2 separate regions of the Danio rerio genome follow, and region 2 is linked to region 1. Evidence: chromatin contacts called from public Micro-C data. All regions are on one chromosome and are shown on one strand. Each heading gives the region's core, a stretch centred on a gene start, on an enhancer-like site or on the middle of the called end of the contact. The rest is flanking DNA. Distances are from core to core; before and after follow the strand shown. Region 1 holds the start of atp2b1a (ATPase plasma membrane Ca2+ transporting 1a). Region 2 holds the start of si:dkeyp-38g8.5.

The links. A called contact is a pair of places that touch in the nucleus more often than the background predicts.
Region 2: a contact with region 1 is called in a Micro-C map of caudal fin, with 6 times the contacts expected there. The contact joins the promoter of si:dkeyp-38g8.5 here to the promoter of atp2b1a in region 1. A contact is called at or near these places in 1 of 18 Hi-C or Micro-C datasets (caudal fin) and 2 of 4 datasets of contacts at active chromatin or transcription factors (caudal fin and embryo).

Annotation. Positions count from the first base shown.
Region 1 is chr4:16,707,084-16,712,743 of GRCz12tu, reverse strand. atp2b1a (ATPase plasma membrane Ca2+ transporting 1a) reads left to right here and starts at 3,849. Exons shown (of 21, transcript NM_001044757.1): 1 at 3,849-3,895.
Region 2 is chr4:16,901,121-16,906,386 of GRCz12tu, reverse strand. It overlaps si:dkeyp-38g8.5, which reads right to left and starts at 3,775. Exons shown (of 4, transcript NM_001123290.1): 1 at 3,579-3,775; 2 at 3,310-3,403; 3 at 3,075-3,162; 4 at 1-523. The coding sequence starts at 3,702.

The DNA.
Region 1 (5,660 bases), core at 2,600-5,099:
GAGGCTCCAAATAAAAAATCTCAGAAGTGGAAACTGGAACAAATAAAAATAGGATTCATGTCCTCTCCACTTCAGAGGTTTTGGAAGCATGAAAGGAAACTTGTTTGTCAGTCTCTTGCGGCTTAGAAAGGGCTATATGTTACTTTTAGACCAAAATATGGTGCAAACCGAAACGGTCTGGCCTAATAGAGGGACTGGTTCCTCTAGAGATTCCTACGGCAAACGTATGCATCACATGCTCCACATTTACAAGCTGCTTGCAGTGAAGCTGAGCAATCAATGCACTCGCTGACACCTCCCCTCCCCACACTATCTGATTGAACATTAGCAAACCTTTGAGCCTTGCTTAACGCACGCTAAAATGGCATGGTCTTAAAAAATTCTTTCAAAAAAATGCTAAGAGTTTTGCTGTGAGTCGAAACTCTGTGTCCTGTGCTGTGATGTCCTACTTGTTAATGATAAAACTCATCAGGTGAAAGTAAATTGTCTGGTAGACCCAAATGCTGCTGTCTGTTTAAAGGGGTAAGTCACCAAACAAATGAAACTTCTATCATCCTTTAGATTCCTTAAAGAAGATATTTTGAAGAATGTTCAGCCTGATCTCATGAGGAAACGTAAGTATCTTGCGTTTTGTCAGATAGTGGCTAGAGTTAAGTCGTACGAAAATGGATGATTTTAAAAAGGAGGCATGGCACCCAACCCCACCCCTAACCCCAACCGTCACTGGGTAATGAGCAAATCAAACTAAATAGTACGAATTAGATTGTACGAATTCATACGAATTGGCCACTAAATCAAAAAGTAACGAATTGGCGTGAGATTCCGTTGGAATATTGGAAACTGGTAGCTATTAACGTCCATGGTAAGAACAACAAACACTATGGGAAGTCAATGGCTGCTGCTTAACAGAATTCTCCAAAATATCTCCAACAGAAGAAGGAAATTTCAGACAGGTTGGAATATTACATGTTTTTTATTTTATTTATTTATTTTTTTGTAGGGGGGGGGGGGAACTACTTTTAGATTATTTAAACACACTGAAACATTAACGATGATTTTCAAGGATGTCCTTATTGCATAGTTTCACTTTCATTCATTCATTTTCTTTTCGGCTTAGTCCCTTTATTATTTTGGGGTCGCCACATTGGAATGAACCACCAACTTATCCAGCATATGTTTTACACCAGCGGATGCCCCTTTAGCTGCAACCCATCAATAGGAAACATCCATACACACTCATACACTATAGACAATTTAGCCTACCCAATTCACCTAAACAACATGTCTTTGGACTTGTGGTGAGAAACCGGAGCACCCGTAGGAAACCCACATGAACACGAGGAGAACATGCAATCTCCACACAGAAGTGCCAACTGACCCAACTGAGGCTTAAACCAGCGACCTTCTTGCTGTGAAGGAATCGTGCTACCCACTGCGCCACAGTGACACCCTAGTTTCACTTTCAAACACTGAATTTATGGGTGACAAAATATTATTTGCTAACTTATTGTGTTTTGAGCAGTTAATACGCCCAGAAATACCAAAATAGTTTTACCTAATTTGTGCTGATTATTATGCTGCATTGGACAATAAACTGCTGCTTAAAGTCATTTGCACATTGATATGTGATCATTTGCAAATGTTTGAGTGATGCATCGTTGTGTCACCACAATAATGTTTGTTTGTGAAAGCTTTTATGACATTTTTTTCACAAGGTTCCTTTTACACCATCAATGTTGTAATGTAATTAAAATATAATCAGTTAATAGACTTAAGCATCTATTTGGCTGTTAAAGCATACACAGAGACCGTTTAAACGCAGGCGCTGTCATTAGCAGCTGTGTTTTGTGCAGTTAATTAGCACCCAGAAATAGCAATATAGCAAAGTTCCTATAGTTTTACCTAATTTGTGCTGATTATTATGCTGCATTAGACAAGAAATTGCTGCTTAATATCATTTGCACATTGTTAGTAGTTCACTTGGAGTGGTACAAGCTCCATATTAATACCTCAAGGGTACATATTAGTACCTAAAAAGTACAAATATGTTCCTCTTAAAATGTTTAGGTGCTAATATATACTTTTAAGGTAACTATATGGACCCTTTAAGTATAAATGAATACCTTTTAAAAAGGTACTACCGCACTGACAGCTTGTGTACCTTTATTTCTGAGAGTGTATGGATGTTTCCCAGTGATTGGTTGCGGCTGCAAGGGCATCCGCTGTGTAAAACACATGCTGGATAAGTTGGCGGTTCATCTGAAAATAAAATGAATGAATGACACAATACAATAGCAGCCGAAATATTAATTGATATATTCTTGCAAAACATATATTCACAGCTGTCATAAAAAAATCCCCAAATTGTAGTTTAAAATACAGGTAGATACGGATATTTGTTTTGTTTGTCATTTGCAAGTCACTTTGCATAAATGGAACAAACGTTTTGCCCAAATGAATAGCTGTAAATGTCAGTAAAGATGAATGAAAGAGAGAACAGAAAGAAGGCAACTGTGGCTTCTTTTGAGGCCTTCTTGGGGAAACCCACAATACGGGTACAGTTTTGGAGTCATCTTTCAAGTACGGCATGGTCAATGAATGCCAACAATGGTGAACTATGACACGACTGAAACTTTGAAGTAAAAAAACAACCAGGACTGCAGGATTTTTCCTTTGATGCCAGGTGTAAAAAAAAACAGTCTTTTTATTGTACATTTAATGAGTGGTTGATTTGCAGAGAGTTTATGTGTTTAAGAACTTCACTGCATAACTTATTTTGGTGTATTTATTGAATTAAAATCTCTTTTATATGTAACAGAGCATTCACATGTAATGTAATCAAAGGGTTGCTTTTTTGAATAATCAGTACTGTTTAATCACATCCTAATTGATTAGATTAGACCAATGCATTTCAAGTCTTGCAGCAACAAACTTCAGGAAGAAGATATGAATCTATATCACCATAAGAGGAAACTGGTATCTACATGCAAAATATGAAATGCAGCACATTTGTATTCCTTGTTACCGACCTCAATATTTAAATGCATTATTTGAATTATGTAGTATCTATCATGAGGACTTTCTATATAAAAACAACACCTCACAAACAGAAATTCTCCATGCTTGTACTGCAGTTTTAAAAGGAAGGCGCCAGACTATAGACTAAGTGCTTCAGTGGACTTGAGTTTGATGAAAACGCAGAAAGAAAAAAATGCTTGCCATGCAAGTTCACTCAGTTTGCATCATAAAGAAGAAATGCACAATATTGTTTGCATCAGTTCAGTGAATGAAACTCAGTGGGGATCATTCAGTGACGTCTAACTGTCAAGCGTTTATTGTAAATTCTTTGGGCAAAGGCTGAGCGATGATGATCCAGACTGCATAATGCAGTGATCCGGTTCATATCAGCGAGTGTAATGAGTTCCTGCACACTGCGAATCAAACACAACACCAGAATCGAGAGAACGGCGACGTCATGGAAAGAATGACGTCAGGTTTAATTAGCCGCCGGGGGAAGACTCGTCCATGACTGTGGGCGGGGCTAAAAACGCCGGCTCGTGCTGAAAGCGTGCTGTTTATTGAGTTAAAATAAACAATGAGCCTCGACAAGTTATTTTATACTTAGCCACTTTAAGGTACACGCTTATAAATTATGTTAATACGCGCGAAGGTTACACAGAGGGTGTGTCCAATGTGATTGACATCTCCTCCCGGCCAATGAGAATCGTCAGACATGTCGATGGGCGTTATCCTGACGTGCATCACATGTCTCAGGCGACGCGGGGCTGTGGGAGGGCTTTCTCTGCAGATTGGAGGAGCTAGATAGACGGCAGAGTGAGTCTGAGGGAGACCGAGAGAGAGAGGGGGATCTCTGAGGCACCGCTCGGAGAGCATTGTGAGTGTAATTTCATCATTTCTCTTGTGCACGCTAGTGCTTTTGCCGCATTTGAATTGCACCATTTTTTACGTCGCTTCCTCTCTGCCGACCGATCTTCATTCACCGTATTGACCGTTAGCCTGCGTTATTATCAGCTAGCCAAATTGGCTAGGCAACTCCTGCTAGTTGGTAGCAGGCAGAGAAAGGGGCAAGAAGGCAACCAGGCTGCTGTGCATTTTTAACCCACACCTGCCTATTGTCACTGCAGGGAGGGGGTGTGTGGAAAATCAGCGGGCTTTTAATGTATCGCACCATGTCGAGACGCAGGGAGGATGTGTAACGTTAGTGCACGCTGGAAAGTTGCTTTTGACGCGTGAAAATGTGTTCGACTGCGCGTTTCTGAAGCCGCGATCGCACGATATATTTGAGCAAAACCCCTATTCAAATAGACATGCGTGATGTTTAACGGTATCCAAAACATGTAAATGGGAGCTTGTATGTGTTTTTTTTTTTTTTCACCGGTTACTCCAGGCAGGGTGACCCTAACGTTATTTTAACCGCCGTTTGTTTTTTTAAGCCGTCAAATGAAAGGATCACACTGTGACTGTACAGAACCGTTGACTGTTATATGCGGTAAGAGTGCTAACTCACTATAAAGTACGATCTGTATTATTTTAAACGCGCGATTAATGACAGTTCGCTCATGCGAAAGACTGTCAAACGAGCTAACGTTAACTTGTTCAGCTAAGCGACCGTCTCTGTCCATGGCTTTTGACATTAACGTTAGCCAGCATGGTGATTTTAGGGTTGTACCAGAAGGGAAAATCAGCATTTGAAATGCGACGGAAAGTTGGAGAGCGCCTCAGTTTCAGGAAAGGTGAGATGCTGGTCTGGTGTCATTGCTAAGATTAAAACAGTAACGTTACTGCCTTTTTGACAGGTTGACTTGTGTTGAGACCGCTAGCAGGCTAAAGCCAAACGCGAGGACGCTTCAGCTGTCAACTTGCCTTACGAGCCGTCTACCTGCTTGTCGGTAATCGCGTTTTTATTTTGTGCTTTAAAACAACCCCCATTTAAAAGTGCTCATAAAATGTCACTTAATTCATAGCGTTGTTCCAAACCCATCTTGATAAGAGATGTTAGTCGTAATGACAGTCGCTGTTAACTTGAATTGTTTGCCGACGAATGCAGCGGTAACTGTCTGTCGATAAGTTTCATGACCAAAGCGAGGCGTGTGACAGCATTAGGCTGAGTAAATGATTTTTCATTTTGAGAGAACTGTCCCTTTAAGCTTGGCGCATTCGTGTCAACAGTTGTAGTATACAGTCCTAATTCCTCCTGTCATGTGTGACTGGGCATGGAGACTGGAACAAGCGCTGTGCGACACGTCAAATTTGCTAGGATCGTATTTGAAGGAGCAGATGTGCAAAACACAATGTACCCAACCTAATCGGCTGACTTATTGTGTGTACTGTCTGCCTAATGTGTTGAGATTAAATATGCCACCTAGAATTTCTAGATAGACCCCGGTGTGCGTTTAAATGGCGTGTCTGGTCTGTTGCTCCTTGGCGTACATCATTCCCTGCCCTGTTGCTTCTTTTGCACAAGCTTTTATAGCTCCTGATAATACCTCTCTGTATGACAGCAATGCCGAATTTGACCTTGAGTCTACATATTCAGCTTTCTCCAACTCAAATCATAAGTGCACTTTGTGTTCGCTTCACTTAAATGCTGGACTTCAAATCGTGAGGATTTTGTTGCAGTGTTTCAGAGCATCAAACTG
Region 2 (5,266 bases), core at 2,526-5,025, 190 kb before region 1:
CAAGAATCGCTCTGTCTTTTTCCAACTGAGCTCGGATATACTCCACAGAGGCCCTGTCTCTTTCCACAGCGGCTTTTTCCCTCTCCAAAGAGGCTCTGTCTCGATCCAGTGCTGCCAGTTCTCTTTCCACTCCCGCTCGTTCTCTGTCTAGCACCATCTTCTCTCGCTCTAGCACCATCCTTTCATATTCAATAGCTGCTTTATCGCTTTCTAGGATGGCCCTTTCGTGCTCCATCTCATCTCTGTCTCTGTCTAGATCCCCTCTGTCTCGCCCCATTTCCTCAGACATGATGTCATCCTCTTCAACGAACAGCTCGATCTCGCTTCTGTCTGGCTCGCGGGCCCTTTTGCTCCTCCTGCGCGTGGAGTTGTTTGGTCGATACTCGCTGTCGTCGCCCACCGAAGAAGTGTCTAGCGTGACATCGCTCCCCACAAGTCTTCCTTCCATGGCGTCGTCCATGAGGGAGAACCATGGCCAGTTAGTGGGGTTCACCGAGACACCAGGCGGAGGATTCTTCATTTCCTGAAACACACAAGACACAAACATTTTATGAGCTTGCAGAAGTAGAGTGTGATGACAGTGTGTGGGGTTTATAGTTATGTGTACATAATTCTAAACATAATATCAATATATGCTGTAAATTTATTGATCAAGGTTTCAGCAAGTTAAATTTAAGACATTTTTAAGACCATTATGAATGCAATTCTAGACTCAGGGTGCTTTCACACCTGTGGATCGACTCTCTTGTTCCAAAACAGGGATTACAATTGTTACATTGTTGCACTTTGTTCTTGGTGTGGTTCGCTTTCACACGGCAAAGTTTCTAAACGGACCAAAAGAGCTAAAACAAGTAACAAGCGAGTAAACTCTCATCACATTGGTCAGATTTTCAGGGTTTATTTTGCAGAGTCCCACTGATCTGCCATGCGTCCTTATTTTAATTTTTGACAAAGAGCAATTAAACTATATAAACGAAAATCTGTGCTTAAATTTTGAATGGTGACACCTACAGACATCAACACCAAATATAAATCAGAGGTAAGACTTTCTCATACATAGCAGTTATGAATTATAGGCTTTACATTATAGAGAGAAATAACAGATAAACCAAGACAGATAAAAAGCTCTCGTTAATAGTTAACATGCTTTCACTTTCGTATCTGACATGAAACACATTTACTGGTAGAATAACATCCCACCCTACTCATAATTCTCTCTTCATATAGCCGTTTATGCCAATTACATATTCATAATACACTGTGATATGGCCTGGTTCGGATTGTATTGCTTTCTTACTACAATCGATCCGCTCCAGATTTTGTTTCAATTGAGCCGAGACCACCTTATTCAGGCCATCTCGGACCGATTTTTTGGCGCGGGCCTGAGCGCGATTGTTGGATTCACATATGCCAAACGAACCGTGCTAACTGGGGAAACGTGCCAAGTTCTGAAACAAAAGTCTAGGTGTGAAAGCACCTTCATACAGGGCTAAACGCTATTTTTATTTGCCCTATCAAACTTTTTATAATTTAATAAATTCAATAATACAATAATAATAATTTAATGATTTAAAAAAAATGTATTTTAACTAATTCAGAGCAAAATATTTTAAATATTGTTGCATACATACACTTTTTTCAACATAACCTTTTCTTAAAAATCAAAAAATATGTTAAAGGTTTTAAAAACCATATTAAACTAAATGTATGCACAACAGTCTGTTCAGGTGAGCTATCTCAGCAGTAAATACATGGAAACCTTTTAAACAAACGTTATTGTACATTGTGGTAAATAGAGTTAAAAAGTACATTTTCAAATAAAAAGTTAAAAGTTTCTTTATTCATTTATTGGATGAGTAGCTACACGTGAGCAAAGGAAAATTAAGACCTGCTTAAAAAGTTTTAAGACCTGCAACACAATATTTTAATAACTTTAGGACTTTTTAAGGCCTCAAATTTAGTTTTGAGATATAAGACTTTTTATTGATGATAAATCTCATTTAATTTTGTTTATTTTAATTATATGTAGAGTGTAGTAATATTAGTATTACTATGATTTTATGACATTTTAAAGTTTAGCAATTTAAAATATAATACAATTTAGTTCAGGTTTTGCATATTTTGTATTAATGTTATGATATTGTTATAACATTATTTAACATTTAGCTTTAAATATGTTTACCCATGAATTGTTTATTACTGCATAAAATATACTGCTAATTATAGATAGATATGTACTGTACATCTATTTAATATATTCTAATATATTCATCTTTAAATGTTTAGTAATTGCTATTGATGTTGTTTATTTATATAAATTCATGAAATTGTAAATGTAGTATTTAGCATTAATGTGCATTTAAATATTAATATATTTATAAACATTTCATCACATGTATATATATGATAAATTATATGTGATAAATGATTTAGAAATATATTAATATTTTTAATATAAATGTATTACTAGTAATAATTAAAATATGTGATGAATATTATATATATATATATATATATATGTATATATATATATATATATATATATATATATATATATATATATATATATATATATATAGAAATATTTACAATTTATTTTTATTAATAATAATTCATTTATGTCATTCTAGTAAATGTCATTTAGTTCATATTTTTGTATTGTTGTTTATATATTTATGTTAATTGTAAAATATCATATTTATGTAAACCATGTGTATTGTATTGATTTAATATTTTTCACATAGATATTTTGAAATTGACCTTTATTTACCATGATTCGTCATCATTTAGTTTAATGACAATGTTAATGTTAAAAATGTAATTTTAGTTAATTTTGTCTGTTATTTTCATTTGTGTATGAATATAATACATACTCTTCACACACATGTATCTGTAATTTACAATAGGATATATCATTATTTGAAGGAAACTGATTAAAAGATTCGTGGAGTCCTCAGCTGATGAGCTTGTGAGTTGATTCAGGTGTGTTAAATTTGGCCAATATCCAAGATGTGGATGTGCTTGGGGGGCCAGAATTGAAAACTGCACCCTCATAAAGTGGTATATCAGCATACCTTATACTTCATCTTAAGGTTTTCCCATTTTCTCCTGGCCTGGCTGGCAGAAATCTCCCTTTGCAGACCCAGCTCTTTCAGGATGGCCCTACAGCACACAAATGCAGAATTCACATCAAAATTCCTGCAGGCTGCTGGTACAAACATCTACAGCATAATTATTTTTTTCCTGCATGGACTTCTGCATGGGTGAGTATGCATGTGTGTAACTGAGGGTTGGTGATGCCCGGTTTACCTGTAAGCCAGAGTTGAAGAATTTCTCTTTCCAGTGAAAAGTGCATCGTTGGTCACTCGTAACTTCACGAATCTGACAAACTCTTCATTTGACACTTGAACCACACACACATAAACACACACGTGCAGATTTTAATAAAAGTAGAACACGTGATTTGTATAATGCATGCATCCAATTTACATGACCAGCCCAATGCTAAACTGCTAAAAAAATGGGAGAGATAATTGAATGCAATGACACTTTAGATGCACGAAATGATTGCTACTCACTCTTATAAATGAATTCTGAATGCTCTGGGCCATCCTTAATGTCATCGGAGGGACTCTGTACAGTGTAAAGTTCGTGGTCCATACTTGTGTCTGTTGTCTTTGAGTCATCAAGTGCGCTACTCATGGCGCTAGTGCACAAGCGAAGGGCACTAGAAGAGAAAATGGAGGGTTTCGTTCATTTCTTCTGCTGTTGGTTCACTGCGAACACAAACTATATACTGCCACCTAATGGAGTTGTGTGATATTATAATATAAATAATATGTTTCGCTGCAACATGTGGCTCGTGAATTATTTATTATTAAAGTATTTAGATTCTTACTTGTATGATGTGTCTTTACATACTATCATAGGCCTTTTAAATTAGTAAATATATTCATAGAACCATACGATTCTTAATAAATCGGCTGCACTGTAATTCATTGGGAATCTCGATTGTACAAAAATGATCATACAGTCGCTTAATAAATGTTTTATAGATTTAGAGTCAAAATAACTACTGTCGTGTTGATGAGAAAAGATTAGATGCAGTTTGTTTCACATATCTTTCGAATTAAGTTTGTTTCGTAAGACTCTCAAGTACAAAGAAGGCTGTAGAACGATTCAAGCACTTTTGTCAAGGGCGCCGACATTTTGGAGCGGTCAGTCACGCAAATTAAGCTAAAGTTCATTGTATATTTAAATGTTTTGGGGATGTTCTTCAACATGTTTTTCGCAACATATGTATTTTAAATATATATATATATATATATATATATATATATATATATATATATATATATATATATATATATATATATATATATATATAAATCAATTGTCTTAACGGGGAAGTTGAGCACAGGAAAGTGGAATGAGTAACAACTTTTTTAAAATTAATTAAGAACATACAGAATAAATAAATAAATAAATAAATAAATAAATAAAAACCAATCGTAAAAACATATTTATCAACTAAGTCCAAATAGCAACATCCACAAACAAAAGAAAAAAAAACATATATAAATAAAAATAAATAGCAAAATACAATGCAATATAGTACAAGGGGGTTCATCATCAAAAAATACCTTTACCAGACTACACAGTTTACAGGTTTTTTATGTCACAGAAGCTTTAAAGAATTGAAGAAGACAAATATCTTTCTGGAAAAGCAAAAAAAGTTTTTTTCTTTCTTTCTTTTTTTATTTGCAATTATGGATGAAATATTTTTTTCACAACATTGTTAACCAAAAAATTCCAGATCAGAATTCTGACAAAAATATTAATGTTTTACAGTTTTAAAATGGGGGTAAAAACATGTGCTGGTTAAGTTGGTGGTTCATTCCACTGTGGCGACCACGGATTAATAAAGGGACTAAGCAGAAAAGAAAATGAATACATGAATGAATTACAGTTTTAAAATAAAAATCAAGTATTTCATGCTTTAATCGTAACCAAACACAAATTTCATCCCATAACATTTTTTGAAAATGTGCATAAATAAAACATGTTCTAATGAGTGTGCTTCACAAAAGATACAAATGTTAGCCTACAATTCACACTAAATCTATGTCTGAGGAATTTATTACAAGGATACATATCGTCAGTAATTTAAAGCTGAAATTCTTTTGCCTTTGGTAGAAGTGGAAAAGAGAAATCTTGTTCAAATTCTAACCACATTGTCTTCAGGGGGGAAAAGGTGTCTGTCCTT